2 separate regions of the Pan troglodytes genome follow, and region 2 is linked to region 1. Evidence: chromatin contacts called from public Hi-C data. All regions are on one chromosome and are shown on one strand. Each heading gives the region's core, a stretch centred on a gene start, on an enhancer-like site or on the middle of the called end of the contact. The rest is flanking DNA. Distances are from core to core; before and after follow the strand shown.

The links. Hi-C and Micro-C count contacts between places; a contact is called where the count stands out from the background.
Region 2: a contact with region 1 is called in a Hi-C map of stem cell-derived neural progenitor cells, with 2.3 times the contacts expected there. The contact joins the enhancer-like site here to the promoter of HIVEP3 in region 1. A contact is called at or near these places in 1 of 7 Hi-C or Micro-C datasets (stem cell-derived neural progenitor cells) and 1 of 1 datasets of contacts at active chromatin or transcription factors (stem cell-derived excitatory neurons).

What each region holds. Positions count from the first base shown.
Region 1 is chr1:189,046,007-189,053,333 of NHGRI_mPanTro3-v2.0_pri, forward strand. It overlaps HIVEP3 (HIVEP zinc finger 3), which reads left to right and starts at 4,823. Exons shown (of 9, transcript XM_054665933.2): 1 at 4,823-5,332.
Region 2 is chr1:189,448,198-189,455,524 of NHGRI_mPanTro3-v2.0_pri, forward strand. It overlaps HIVEP3 (HIVEP zinc finger 3), which reads left to right. Exons shown (of 9, transcript XM_054665933.2): 7 at 2,398-2,484; 8 at 7,143-7,327. Among named protein-coding and RNA genes, the nearest start is that of EDN2, 32 kb to the right of the region's middle. Within about 2 kb of position 4,339, at least 11 of the 24 cell types and tissues checked have an H3K27ac peak or open chromatin away from gene starts, as enhancers often do. A contact at or near this core is called in stem cell-derived neural progenitor cells, where this site is marked.

The DNA.
Region 1 (7,327 bases), core at 3,573-6,072:
AATCTTCTCTTTTAGCTATTTTGAAATATACAGGACATTATTATTATTAACTGTAGTCACCATGCTGTACAGTAGGGCACCAGAACTTATTCCTCCTATATAACTGAAACTTTGTTCCCATTGGCCAATGTCGCTCCTTTCCCTTCACCCCCGCCACCTCCTCCAGCCTCTGGTACCACCATTCTACTCTCTACTCCTATGAGTTTGACTTTTTAAGATTCCACTTATAAGTAAGCTCACACAGTATTTGTTTCTCTGTGCCTGGCTTAATTCACTTAACATAATGTCCTCTAGGTTTATCCGTGTTTTCACAAATGGCAGAATTTCCTATATGAAAATAGAATATATTTTTAACAAGATATCAGTTAGAGGTAAAACTTATATTTTTTCAAATACATAGCCACAGTCCAACACTATTTATTGAATAACACATTCTTTCCTCCACTGATTTAAAATTCAGTTTTTATTACTTAACTACCATGTAGTAACCATTATAGCTAAATTTGTTTCTTGACTTCCATCAATCCACTTTGTAGGTTTCTGTATTTGTACTATGCCATTTTGTTTACTGTAGCATTAAAGTATATATTTCTAACTGATGAATTGTCCTCCTTTATTATTCTTTGTGAATTTTTTTGATCAATGACTCTTTTACTGTTTTTGTTTTGTCATCATCTATTTCAACCTAAAAAAAATCCTTATTTTCATTTTAATGTGGTCTTGGGAAGAAGAGGAAACAGATGGAATTATTGGCCTGCCATAACAATCCTCTCTTTCTTTCCTTTTCTTTATCTCTCTCTTCCCTTCCTTCCCTTCCTTCCTTCCTTCCTTCCCTTCCTTCCTTCCTTCCTTCCTTCCCTCCTTCCTTCTTCCTTTTTTAGTGATTTTTACCTGTTTCCATTGAGATTTTCTATTTTTTTGTTATAATTATATGGAAGTTTAATTCCAGACACATATATGTAAGAGATAGATATAGATGTGAATTCAAATCTGGAATAAATGTACTTATACTCTTATCTTTCAAGACTTCTAACAATTAAATTTTACAACTATATTCTCAATTATTTTTATATTTGACCACATATTTTATTGGCTTTATTCATTACATTTTTTATATAACATATCTTTTCCTTTCTTGAATTTGTTATCCTGCCTTATTTGTTCCTCAGCTGGAAGAGATCTTCAAGTAACCTTAAATTTTTTTTAATAAAGGGTGTTTGGGTGATATAATTTCTGTGTCTTTGAACATACCTTTCTTTTTCATTGCATAAGAGAAATTATAGTTTGGCAGCTGGTAGAATTCTTAAATTGTAATAATGTTCCCTTAGAATTCTACAGAAATTATACCAGTGTCTTTTAGCATAGTGTTACAGATGAGAAGTATGGTATTAGTCTGATTTTCTTTCCTTTTAAGCAACCTGATTTTTCTCCTTTATGAGGAAGCTTGTCATTGTTTGTCTTTGCTCTTGGAGTATCAGAGTACATCTGGAAGTGTGTATTCTTTCAGTAGTCCTGCTGCCTAGCACAGCATTTGATCTAAGGCCTAAAGACTTTCTTCAGGTTAAGGAAATGTTCTTCTGTTATTTCCTTGATTATTGATTTCTTCTTCATTAATGATGCCTCCATCTGGAACTCCTATTAGGCTAATATTGATTGGATATTCTGGATCTCTCTGTTATATCTTATATTTTATCTGATTTTTAAAATCTCTTTTGTGTGCATGTGGTGTGTGTGTGTGTGGTGTGTGTGTGTGCGCACTTTTTTGGGAAGGGCAGTGGCATTTCAAAAGGAGCTGATATCCTGCCCCTATTCAACCTTTGGCTTCTATTATATTTGGAACAAACCTCTCACTTTCCAAAGAAGCTGTGGACCTATTTCTGTGTCCAGCCATTCTGTGTGGAGAAACTGACCATGTTCCTGATGTCCCTTAATTTGCCTTTAAACTGCTGCCTATGATTCTCCTCCAATCCTGATTCTCTGAGTTTGGGATTTTCCAAGACTGTTTTCTGGAAACCTGTACAGTTACTTCTTAGGGGTCTGTATTAGTCGGTTCTTACACTGCTAATAAAGACATACCTGAGACCAGGCAATTTATAAAGAAAAAGAGGTTTAATGGACTCACAGTTCCACATGGCTGGAGAAGCCATACAATCATGGCGGAGGTGAAGGAGGAGCAGAGGCACATCTTACATGGTGGCAGGCAAGAGAGCATGTGCAAGGGAACTACCCTTTATAAAACCATCAGATCTCATGAGACTTATTCACTATCACAAGAACAGCATGAGAAAAACCTGCCTCCATGATTCAATTACCTCCCACCAGGTCCTTCCCATGACATGTGGGGATTATGGGAACTACAATTCAAGATGAGATTTGGGTGGGGACACAGCCAAACCATATCAGGGTCTTTGCAGAATCATGAGTTTATCAGTACTAATTAGTTTTTCCTCCCATGTCCTATCTACTTTGTATCTTCCCATATTATTCAAAATGTCTGCTTTATTGATGGCATCTTTCCCTGGTTCCCAGCATTGCCAGTGAATTTACCATTCCCCAAACCAAAAGCCCCGGTATGGAAATAGTGGAGAGTTCTGACACATCATATGGATAGATGGACCAAATGACCTTCCAGCCTCATGTAACTCTGGGAGGCTTTTTCTTTAAAGCAGCATAATTAAAGGGTTGAGAAAAACTTTTACTGAAAAGGACAGAGAGATAGAGTTTAGTTTACTCAGGAGGACAGAATAAGGTGAGACTTAAATGGTGAGTCACACTAAGCCTCCTGAAGATACAGCAGGAGGGACTAAGATTAAATTACAGCTAAAGTGATTCATATTGGTCACTACAAAGATCATTTAACCCTTAAAAAGTTGTGTGGCATCATGATACATTGCAAAGCCAAGTTACAAAGCCTCATTTTCTGGAGCTGTTCTCTTTAAAGGTAAGAGGATGGACTCGAATCACCTTCTGAATTATCGGACAGCCCTGTGACATGATTATACCTTGGTGCCTGAGATGTTAGATGGGAAATAAACAGCAGCATCTAGTAAACTCTCCTGGGGTAAAAAACAAACAAACAAACAAAAAAAAACAAAAAAAAAACCATCTTGTTTTCACTCAGTCTTACTGATTTTTTTTAGTGTGAAGACAGAATGTTTTTGTCAAAAACAAGTTCTCCAAATTTATAAACCTGATTGGAGACATCTTTAGTTTCTTCTCAAACATGCTGGGAAAATAGGAATGTCACTGAGACTCCTTCACCATCCCCTCGCAGCCCCTATTCCCCGGGGGGGCTGGGTAGATGGAGAAGCGGGGGGGGGGGGCAGGGGCTGGACCAGGGAGAGAGTGACAGGCTCTCTGTGGTAGGTCTGTGCCTTGTCACAGAGCCTCCTGGGCTCAGGTCTGTGGTGGCTGCGGGAGAGCCAGCTCCACGCTGTGTGGCTGGTGACATTTCCGGCTGCTAGGGCCCAGCCAATCAGTGATGGACCCAGCTTGCTTGGGCGATGACACATGAAATATGATAATTTTCTGCCAAAGGGCCCTGGAAGAGGGGAAGGAAGAGAGTGTGTGTGTGTCGCTGGGAGGGGTCCACACAGGAGCGCCTGTGATGAGGTGGGAGGGTGACAGTGCACTTGTTTTCACGGTTTGCCTGGCAGGACTAGGCAAGGGAGGGTATGGGCTGTGATGCTGGAGCGGCTGTAGGAGCGCCCCTGTAGCTCCCAAGGTGAGCCACTGCCGCTGCTCTTAGGCGGGAACCAGCGGAGGAGCAGACAGCGCCATGCTGGAGCTCTGGGGCTGGGGTGAAAAAGAAACTGTCAAAGACATTTGCCTTCTTATCACACGTGAGCAAGGTTAGGACTCTTGTTTCTTCTCAGCGCTACCTCTTTAAAAGCCAGAACAAAACTGCAGTAAACACCATCTGAGTGGCTGAAGTACTCGAAGAATAATTTTTTTCAAAAAAATTTAGGCTGGAGGTTGTCTCTCCCCCTACCCTGTTTTTCTACCTCCATACCTCCATGCTCACCCTTAAAAGAAAAGTGAAAAACAAAACAACAGAACTCAATAACAAAATCTTGAAGAAAGGCCTAAGTCTGAATCGTAAAGACTCTAACTAAGGTTCAGGTGGTAGTTCTGATTCCTGATTCTGGTTGAAAGAAAGTATGTCTTGGAATGCGATGTGGCTCTGGATTATGTTCGACTTTAGAAATAGTGCCAGAGCTATTCTTTGATTTGTGGACATGGACCCTGAGACTGCACAGCAAGGCAGGGCAGGGCAAGGAGTGCCCGTGTTGAGCTCTCAGGTGCAGAGACCCCACTCCCTTCAGCCACTGTTGAGGCTCCCTGGCCCCTGATCTGCAGCCAGAGGCTGGTGAGGTGTGACACGCTTGCTGACAAGAGTGCCCTGTCTCGTCTGACCCGTGAACATGGGTGTTCAGAAGTGAAGGATCATAGTGTTTACATAACGTGCCGATTAGTCACTGAGAAGCTCATCAGTGCAATAAATATTTATGACTTGCATTTGCATTTTTTCTCCACGTATATATATATAATGTGTGGATATATATGTGCATATATATGCACATATATTATACATATGTGCATATATATGCACATATATTATACATATGTGCATATATATGCACATATATTATACATATATGTTGTTTTTTAAAAAGCACCAATAAATGAAATCCTTATCACTGTGTGCAAGCCTACTGTGCCTTTAGGCATGGGACTGGCTTCCTGCGCTGGGAGTGACAGCTATTCCTAAGTGATAATTGGTGTACTGTGTCTTTAAAAGGTTAAAACCCCTTTCAAAAAAGGTCTGGACTCCTAGTGGAAAAGACAAGCGAGGCATGGGTTGGCTCTGGATTCAGAAAACAGCTGCTGATTAGATTCTGTGTCTGCAGGCTGAATTTATTCCGTGTTTTTCAGCAGCACGAATTCAAGAGGGATGCTTCTGTTTGGGTTTCTGATCGTGATTTATATTTATTCAGAGGAATAACAGAGGGTGGATCTGTTCCCGGCGCGAGCATGCTCACAACCAGCCGACTCTCCCATTATCCAACTGCCTAGTTTGGTGCTTCAATGTACATGGCTATTCCGTGTGCATATGTGTGTATACAAACACGCATGCATGCCTGGATGGACATACGTATGCACAGGTTATTTTTTAAGGACAATTCTTTCAATAAGGTCTTTACCCCTTACTTGAAACAGGTGTTCATGAAAAAAATGCACAAAATCCTGCCTGGCCGGAATAATTCATGAAGAAGGGGCTGGATCCGTGGGTCAGAGAACACAGGACCAGTTTGCCATCCCAAGGCCGAAGGTAGGGGACTCTGGGTTTTTATTCGGCGGATGGATTCCTTGCGCTGTATTTTACCTTGTGATTGTGTTTTCGCCTGAGGCCGCACCGAGAAGCAGAATAGCGAGCTGCGATTCCATTTTGTGTATGCCTTTCTTAGGCAAGGTGTCCGGCTGCCGAGACGCAGGGGCCGGCCGGGTGGGCTGCGCGTGGCGGCCAGTGCCCCCGGTGGGCTGAGCGCGCTGCTCGGCCTGGTGCTGGGGAGCGGCGCGAGCCTCAAGTGACCCCCGCGCGTCAATCACAGGCGGCGGCGGCGGCGGCGGCGGCGGGGCTGTAACCCTATGCGCGCCGTGCGCTCCAGCGCTGCTTGCAGCAGGCTCTGCTGGGCTCTGCACCCGCGCACTGGCGGCCGGCTCCATAGGAGCCTCGGCTGGGGGGCTTAGGCATCGTGTTCCGTGGCACCTGCGTTTTCTTGTGCTGCCTTGGCTGCTGCTCCGGATTGTTTAGGCGGACTGCAGTAGCCTGCTTGGTTGAGAGTGAGATTCGTATGATGCTGACTGCTGAGACAGAGGGGATAGCTTTCTTTTTCCCCCTTAATCCTAGCCCCCTGAAAATATTCCTAAAGCAAAATCATCTCCCAACCCCCAACCTGACCCAACCAAACCCAAACCAAACTCCTATTCTATAGGGGATTCTTGCCTCCCTGCTAGCAGAGAGAGTGTCCCCTCCAAGTTATGCCCCACATTTTACTATCTTTTAAATGGAAACACTGATGGTGCCGAATGGTCCCTAATGATATTGTCCAGGCTGCTGAGGACTCCTGAGTGTGGCAGTGGTGCAGAGGAACTTGGAGGCTCGGCATTGGTTTCCTTTAACGTAGCTGGTTTGGTTTCTGTTGCAGGTCAGGAATATTTCTGTGGCTAGGCCCTTCCTTGAACTTCGGGGGCAGTGGTTGCAGGAAGAGGGTCTGCAGATCTGGTCGCTGGGTGAGCAGCACCCTGGCCCTCTTTCTGGTATACGCTGACGTTTCTGGTAGCCCTTGGCATTGTAACCACAGCAGCCAGGTGCCCACTGGCTACCTGGAGTGCTTCGGTTTTGTTAACTCTGGTGTGCATTTTGGGTGTTACGGGGGGAGGGAAGAGGAAAGAGGGAGAATGAGGTGTTTGCTGAACTGATCTGCATGGCAGTGTTCTCCAGCCCATGTTTATGTGATTATGTAATGATCAGACGTGTGCCCAAACAGCTCCCCACCATCTCCTGGCTCTCCCCCAGACTGAAGAAGTTGGGTGCTACAGTTGTTTAAGACGTCTTTATGTAATTATGTGTATGCTGGGGGCAGGGAGAGAGTGGGGGCAAGGAGGAATAATTCTAGCAACTTAAATGTGAAGAACACAGGTCAGTGATCGTGTGTCCCTCTGAGGACAGTGTGGTATTAGCTCTGGGTCAGTGTTGATCTGAAGACCCTCCTGTGTCTCTTTCAGCCAGTAATTGCTTATCTGAAATTTCATTTGGTAATTTCACCCCTCTTTCACCCTGAAGACAGTTGGACCCAGGAGAAGGACCCCTGCAGGGCCTCCAGTTTCCCAATTCCAGGCAGAAAATGAATCCTGAAGCCAAGGTAATAGGCCAGGTCCCAGCTGTTCTTCATGGTCCTGCTGAGCAGCCAGTGTAGGGAGGAGTTCCTGTCCACTAGGGTGTCACTTGTGCTCTGGGGTTGGGCTATACTGTGGGGCTGAAGAATAGACCTCAGATGCCGTCTGAGCTGTTTGACATATGCTCTTTAAAGTTGTGATGGCTTGCAGAGGCTGGAGCCCCTTTACATAGTTGCATTTAAAGATTGTGGGAGTTTTTTGCAAGGAAGGTGGACAGCTGTCCAACTAAGACACCTGCAGGCAGGAGGAGAGGGTGTGTGTGACACTTAGCTCTCTGCTTCCTCTCCACTCCATCTAGTTAAGGCACCCACAGGATACAGAATTGTTAACAGGGGCCCTCCTGTCACACCCCTGAGCGCCTCAGCCT
Region 2 (7,327 bases), core at 3,089-5,588, 400 kb after region 1:
GTCTAATGGTGCCATCAGCACCTGGGCCCAGAGTTAGATCAGAAGCAGGGAGAACCTCAGCCTGGCGGGGGTTGAATTACATGGACTTTGAAGCTCCTTCCAACATTTTCCTCCTGCGATGACAAGGGCATTTCCCATACATGGCTATTGTACACCCATTGTGTGCCCAGCATCTAGCTTGGTTCATTAGAGACCTAAACCTTCCACGCAGAACAGGTGCAACAAGTGAGGTAATAGCCAGAATGAGCAGTGTCCACAGTGCTCTGTGGCCTGGGGTAGTCAGGGTAGGGTGGGCCTGGCTCCAGGACCTTAGGACAGTGGGTATCTCTGATCCGCGGAAGACCCCAGCTGCCTTTCCCCACATCTTGACTGTCCTACTCTGGCTTTGCCTTCTCATGACAATGAGGGCAGAAGTCCACAAGGTTGGATAGGGACCTCTGAGGACCCTCTGGCTACAAGATGACTCTGAAAGTTATGGCTTTGCTCCCACTATGGCCAGGAGTAGCACATCCAGATTTATTTCCGGTTGTAGGAGGAAAACCCAAATTGGGAAGGATAGAGTCATGAACCAGGACCAAGGTGAAGAAAGAGGAAAGGAAACAGCTCCCCTCCCATCCCTGCTGCCCTTGACTTCGACACCTCAGGGAATCCCAGCTTAAGGTTCCCCCATTAACCTCTTAGCAAAACCCTAAATATTTCTTCTAATTCTAGGAATGATTAAGAAGCACCCATCGGTTCATCCATGGGCCCTCTCCCTGGTCACCTATCCATCCATCTCATCTAATTGTTTTCCTGTTCATTTATCTGCTCATCCTATCTGTTCCTACCATTCTCCCATTTGTCCTCCCACCCATCCAACTTCCCATTCTTTCATCCTTCTGTCTGTACTCTCATGCATGTAATAGTGCATGTATCCATTCATCCATCCAACCAGCCATTCTTCCATTCTTCCATTCATCCACGTCTCTGTCCTCCCATCCAGCTCTCCATCATCTCATCTGTTTATTGACCCATTCTCCATCTATCCTTCCATTTGTTTTCATCTACTCACCTATCCTCCGTCTGCCTATTCATCTCCTTATCTGCTCATCTAGCGTTCCATCCTTCTGTCTATCCTCTTCCTGTTCTTCATTCTCTTTATATTTCCTTTATCCACTTTATCTATCCACGCACCAATCACTCTATTCATCCACTCCAGGAGGCTTAGCTCTTCCCATTCTTCTCTCCTCTATCCATCCATTCAAACTTAACAATTCATTAGACTAATGGGACAGAGCACCTGACTCAGGGAACTTATGACTTATGATGTTAATGACCATATGGAAATATAGCCATCCCCAGGGCAACAGTGAGCACATCACGGTTTGGGAGTAGCTGCTGGGCCCAAAGGAACATCCTGAGGCATCTGGCCTGTGTTCTTCTGGGGCAGGCTGGGATGCTCTGCCTGTCCTTCCTAGAACGCTCCTGTCCACAGAGCTGTGTGGCCTGCGAAATGTTGTGCACCTGTTGGGGAACTGAAGCTGTTGCTACTGTTCCCTGATTCCACAGAGCTGCTGCCTCCACTCTTCAGCTTGTGGGCTGGACCTACAACTTGGGGCAAAGTCAGCCTCCCCTCTGAGGGCTTTGTAGGCATGGAGCAGGACAGAGGCCTTGCCCAGGCCTTCCCTGAACCACCCTGGTCCTGTGTCTGCACTGTAGATTGGCCTGGGGAAACTGAAGGCCCAGAAATGGGACTTCCCTATGGAAACCAAGCTTGGGCCCCCAGCCTTGTGGCTCCTGAGTCCCTGGCTAGTAGACTTCCCTACTCTCACCTTCTGCCCTCTCGCCATGCCTAATATTAAATTTGCCCTGGTTTCTCTACCTACACTTTAGAATTCTGCCCTGTGAGCTGCCCTAGAGGTGTCCTCAGCCAGAAGGGCATGCTCAGTCCTCACCCGTCATGCCGGTCAATGGGAGCCTCCCACGTCATCCCACACTTGAGATGGCCAATAGTCCTGCCTGATGAGTGTCACCAGCTACTAGGGCCAGACTTAAATCAGAAGCAAAAAAACAAAAAACAAAAAAAAAAACTATTGCACTTGAGTTGTCTTTTAATTTCTTTTTTGTTTGTTTTTTAACCAGCATCTCACTTCCTCATTATACTGTCTGTCCCCTCACAGCCCTCGCCCACCCCACCTAGCTGCTGTGCACTGCCCTGAACAGCAGCTGTGGCTACACTTCTGGGCCTGAGCACCGGGGCAGAGGGATACCCCAGCTCCTGCCCAGCCCTGCAGCTGGCAGGGCCTTGACTGGCCTGAGAAACCATGGCCTGCCGGCCAGGTGCTACCTCCATGAGCCCTGGGTCCGCCCTGGCCTCCTGCCCCATAGCAGAGCCTAAGTATTCTCATTTCTTTCTAGGGAATCTGACTAAGCACATGAAGTCGAAGGCCCACAGCAAAAAGTGCCAAGAGACAGGGGTGCTGGAGGAGCTGGAAGCCGAAGAAGGTAACAATTGCCAACCTTCTCCGTCCCCTTTCCCCTTGTCCGCTTTCCCTGTCCTCCTCCACCTTTCCTGCTTGCCTTCCCTGCTTCCTTTCTGTCTGCTTTGCCCCATTCCCCCTCCTCCCCTCTCTCCCTCCAATAGCTTCACCTTCAGTTCTCCCAATTATCAGACAAAGGTTAAATTCCCTGAATGATCGAGCCACCTCCCCACATGCTGCTCTGCAGCCCTAGCTATCATGCATTACCATCTGCCATGCAGGTGGAGCGCCTGGCACCCATGGGTACTCAGTGAATGTTTACTGAATAAATGCACACAAGAGAACTTACAGCCAACGTTGATTGAGTGCCCACTATGTGTCAGGCAGGTTCTAAATGCATGCCCTGAATTATCCCAGCCAACCCCTCATAGTGACACTGTGGGACACATACTCTCCGAAGCTCCACACCCACACTCCTGCCTACACACTCTGGCATGGGCCTGACACATGGGCCTTTTGGAGCTAGGAGAGTTTCAAAAAAGCCCAAACCAGACCTGACAGCCGCTTGTCACCTCCCAGCCCCATCCCCGTACACACCCCGGCCATGGTGGTCAATCCCCAGGAGGCATCTTAGAGTCAGTCTCTGAGAAGACAGGGCAGAGGAGTCGAAGCCAGTGGGTCTGGCTGAGCACTGCCCAGCCTCAGCAGTCAGGCAGGTGGCCAGAGGGGCTTTGGTGGTGGACGGCAGTCCCTCCAACAGAAGGAGGCTGGAGCCATCTCGCCAGCACCAAGCAAAGCAGGAAGCATACTGATTCCCTGAAATCAGCCCCAGGACTTAGAGTGTGACAGAGAGGAGTGTGTATGCACGCACTGTGTGTCTTGTTCTGTTTTTGTTTTTCCAATTTGGGGATGTATTTGTGGTCTTACAAAAAAGAGTTAAGTCATATTTCCTTTTAGGTGGGATAAGTCATGTTTATAGAGCAGAACACAGTGAACTTGGGGCTGTTCCCCCCCAAAGCTAGAATGGGGTTCACTATGCTTGTCAAGGATACACTGGGCCATATGCACATGTTGTCTCATTGAGTCCTCAAAACAGGTGGCAGAAACTTGTGTCACTCATGTTAAGTCAGGGAAGTCAAAGCTCAGACAGGTAAAAATAGCCCAAGGTCACACAAAAACCCTGGCTGCATGCCAGTCCACTGCCTGGTGGGCTGGACCAGGGGAGCCTGAACCTAAGCCAGAGCCCTCCCGAGGTCCCTGCCCCGCCCCAGCCTCATTTTCCCAGTGGAGCGAACGAGGATGCTCAGAGCCACTTTTCTGAGGACGAAATCCATGCATTCATTCCAGAAGTAATTACTGGGCACAGTCTCTGTGCCTGGCTCTGTTCTGGGTGCTGGGGGTTCCGCAGTAAATAAGACAGCTCCTGCCCTCAGGCAGTCGGCATGGCAGGGGAGCTGGGCAAGGAACGATGGTGGAGTAGAGCAGGGGCCCTGCCTGTGAAGCCAAAGAGAAAGCAGAAGAGCCAAGTGAGGGCTGGGGCCCGTGGGGAGGGCCGCTGTGCTAGACAGGGCGGTGTGAGCAGAGAACCCACCCGGAGGAACCGGGGTCAGGAGCCACGTGGGGTCAGGGAGGAGCTCTCCTGCAGAGGGAGCAGCAGGTCTGGGGTCCCCGGGGGCCACCGCGCTTGGCCCGCGTGCTGGAGCCCGCTGGGCGCGGGGGCAGCCGGTTCAGAGAGAGCTAGAGCCTGAGGGCTGAAGGGCATGGGGGGGTGCCCTGGAGCGGAGGAGGGAGGCAGGGCGTCCTCTGGCCTGTGCCGTGGGCGCGGGGAGCACGGGTGTGCTCAGGAGGTGGAAAAGCGGCGGGATTCTGGGTAGGTTCCGGAGGGAGAGCCCACAGGCTCAGATGACCCCATATGGGGCAGAAGGGAGGGGGAAGGACGAAAAGGAGCCATGGAGGACTCCAAGGATTACGGCCCAAGAGACTGAAGGATGGAGTTTCCACTTCCCGCGACGAGACAGATGCCGGGGCGAGGGGCATGAGTTCGTGTCTGTGGGACGCGAGGTGGCGCGTGGGAGAACTGCCTGGAAGGAGCGAGGCGCCCCGGCCCTGCCCATGGTGCTGGCCAGGCTGGGCGCTAGCGCCACCGTGTGGCCTCTCCCAGCGGCGCCCGCCGCGCGCTCAAGCTCTCTCATTTGTGGAGCGTTGGCCTGGATCCCAGCAGGGGCGGGGCCGCTCCTGCAAGGGCCCTGGGAAGGGGCCGCCCAGCCAGGGGCATTCCTCAGCGCCCTGCAGGAACGCAGATGTGGAGGGCCCGGCCAGCCCCGAGCTGGGCAGGGGACTCTTGGCTTCCAGCATTCATGCACTGAGTGCCCAGGACGGGCCATTACCCCCACTGGGTCTCAACTTCCACATTAGTAAAGAGGATCTTTAGGAGCCCTCCCTGCTGGACATCAGGAGACGCTGGTCCTGACTCTCCTTCACTCCTAACACTACCCCTGTGACCTTCATCTGCAAAATGCTGACAATCCCACCCCAGCTACCTGCCTGCTGAGACTGGGGGGACAGGGTATCATGGGATGACAGGAGCTGAAGTTTATTGGGTACTTACTGTGTGCCAGACCCTCACAGTCCTCTGAACAGCCTCCTAGAGTGCTTTTATTGCTACCCAGTTTACAGATGAGGAAACCAGACACACAGAAAGTAAAGTATCCAACGTCACACAGCAAGGAAGTGGTAGTGCTGAGATTCAAACCCGACCATTCCCTGCTTCTTAGTGCAGCACATCATTTTTAAACTGTCAGCGTAATAATGCAAGGGCTGTAAACCTTAGTTCAGACTCAGCCACCAGCTCTCACTGGGTCATCTGTGCCTGGATTTTGCTGTATGTAAATGAGGGGCAGGGCCAGGTGAACGGGTGTTGAATTAGGCCCCTCCCAAAGTCCTAGGCAAGGGAGGTAAATGCCTGGGGCATAACTACAAAGTTCACCCCCATCCCCAGCCCTGCTGTCATCCTAATCCTTCATTCCTCCTCTGGTCTCATCACCCTGCCTCTAGCCTCAGGGGCCTCCTTTTGCCTGCCAGCCCCAGCTCCACCCCATAGCTTTTGACCTACATCCGGCTGAATGCCCACTTTTGTCCACTTTGGACATCTGACTGCTGCATATTGAGTGACTTGGAAGTGCTAGTTCCGGGCTTTCTGGCCCCGGGGCAGCTGGGCATGGTTGAGAGCCAAAGCCTAGCTGCCCCAGCGGCCTGAGTCAGTTTCTGTGCCAGCCCTCCTGGTCAGGTGGGTGCAGTACTGATATGTGTGAGCGATGGGGCTGGCTGGCCAGTTCAACCCACCTGTCAGCAACCTCACTCTGCAGACCAGAAACAGGTTCCAATGGTCTAGTGATGGGCCAGCGAACAGGCCAGATGTTAGCGGAGCTCTCCCCAGCGTCCGGATTGCTGTCCATTTCAGAGATGCCCAAACTAGACTCCTGACATGTTAGAGGTGACCCGACTGGTTGGGGTCATCCCAGAGGAATCAGACCAGGAGGCTAGTATTCCAGAGCCCTAACCCCCACTTTTAGACTCTATTCAATAACTCTGTCATTATTCTTATAGTCTGTTTAAGGAGTGCAAGTGACCTAAATGTCCAACAATATCTGAAACAAGTATCACAATTTTGTTTTTTGTTTACTCTTGTGAACAATTGCTTCCAAGTCACTCAACATGCAGCAGTCAGATGTCCAAAGTGGACAAAAGTGGGCATTCAGCCACATGTAGGTCGAAAACTATGGGGTGGAGCTGGGGCTGGCAGGCAATGGGAGGGCCCCGAGGCTAGAGGCAGCCTGGACTTCAAAAGGGCAGTGGCTCCTCAGATAAGAGCGTGGCTGGGATGGGGACCTGCTCTGCAGCCTGAGGCCAGCTTAGCCAAGCCGCCCACAGAGGCCAGAGTCCGCCACCTGCCAGATGCCATTGTGCCAGCCACCGGGAGTCTGGTCACCGTGGCAGATGTGTGTGTACACTGACCATGGATGGCTCTGTGCTGCTGGACCAGCCAGTGTGACTGCCCTGTCCTGGAATAACAGATTTCATCATTAATGTATTAATATGGTAGCTATAATTATTTTTAAGCCCTCAATATGTGCCAGGCCTTCATTTTACTCCTCCTAGAAAACCTGGTGAGGTGAGACCATCACATTCATTCGACAAAGGGGGAGACCAAGCAGAGCAAGGTGGTAAGTTGCCCATGGTGAAGCCAGCACTGAGATGCTAGTAAAACAAACAAACAAACAAACAAAGACTGTCTTCTTTGCTATGGCTCAATCCCAGCCCTACTGCTGTCTTCCATGGGCAAGTTACTTACTTTCTCTTACCTCAGTTTCCTCATCTGTAACATGAGGATGAGAACAGTACCAGCTTCACAGGATTCTCTGAGGTCTAAATGAATAAATATACCTAAAGTTCTCAGAACTGAACATTGCACATTCTAGGCATAAGGGAATTATTGTTCACTATTATTTACAAAGCGCTCCCATATCTGTTACGTTTCTTGGTTGTCCCAACAATCTTGTGCCCTTGCGATGGCTATTTTGCCCAGTCAGCAGGCAAGGAAACTGGGGCTCAGAGAGGAGCAGCCGTGTGGGCAGTGGGGCCAAGGCCCAACTGTGACCTTGGGTCTTCTGTGTTTGCCCTCAGGAACCAGTGACGACCTGTTCCAGGACTCGGAAGGACGAGAGGGTTCAGAGGCTGTGGAGGAGCACCAGTTTTCAGACCTGGAGGACTCGGACTCAGACTCAGACCTGGACGAAGACGAGGATGAGGATGAGGAGGAGAGCCAGGATGAGCTGTCCAGACCATCCTCAGAGGCGCCCCCGCCTGGC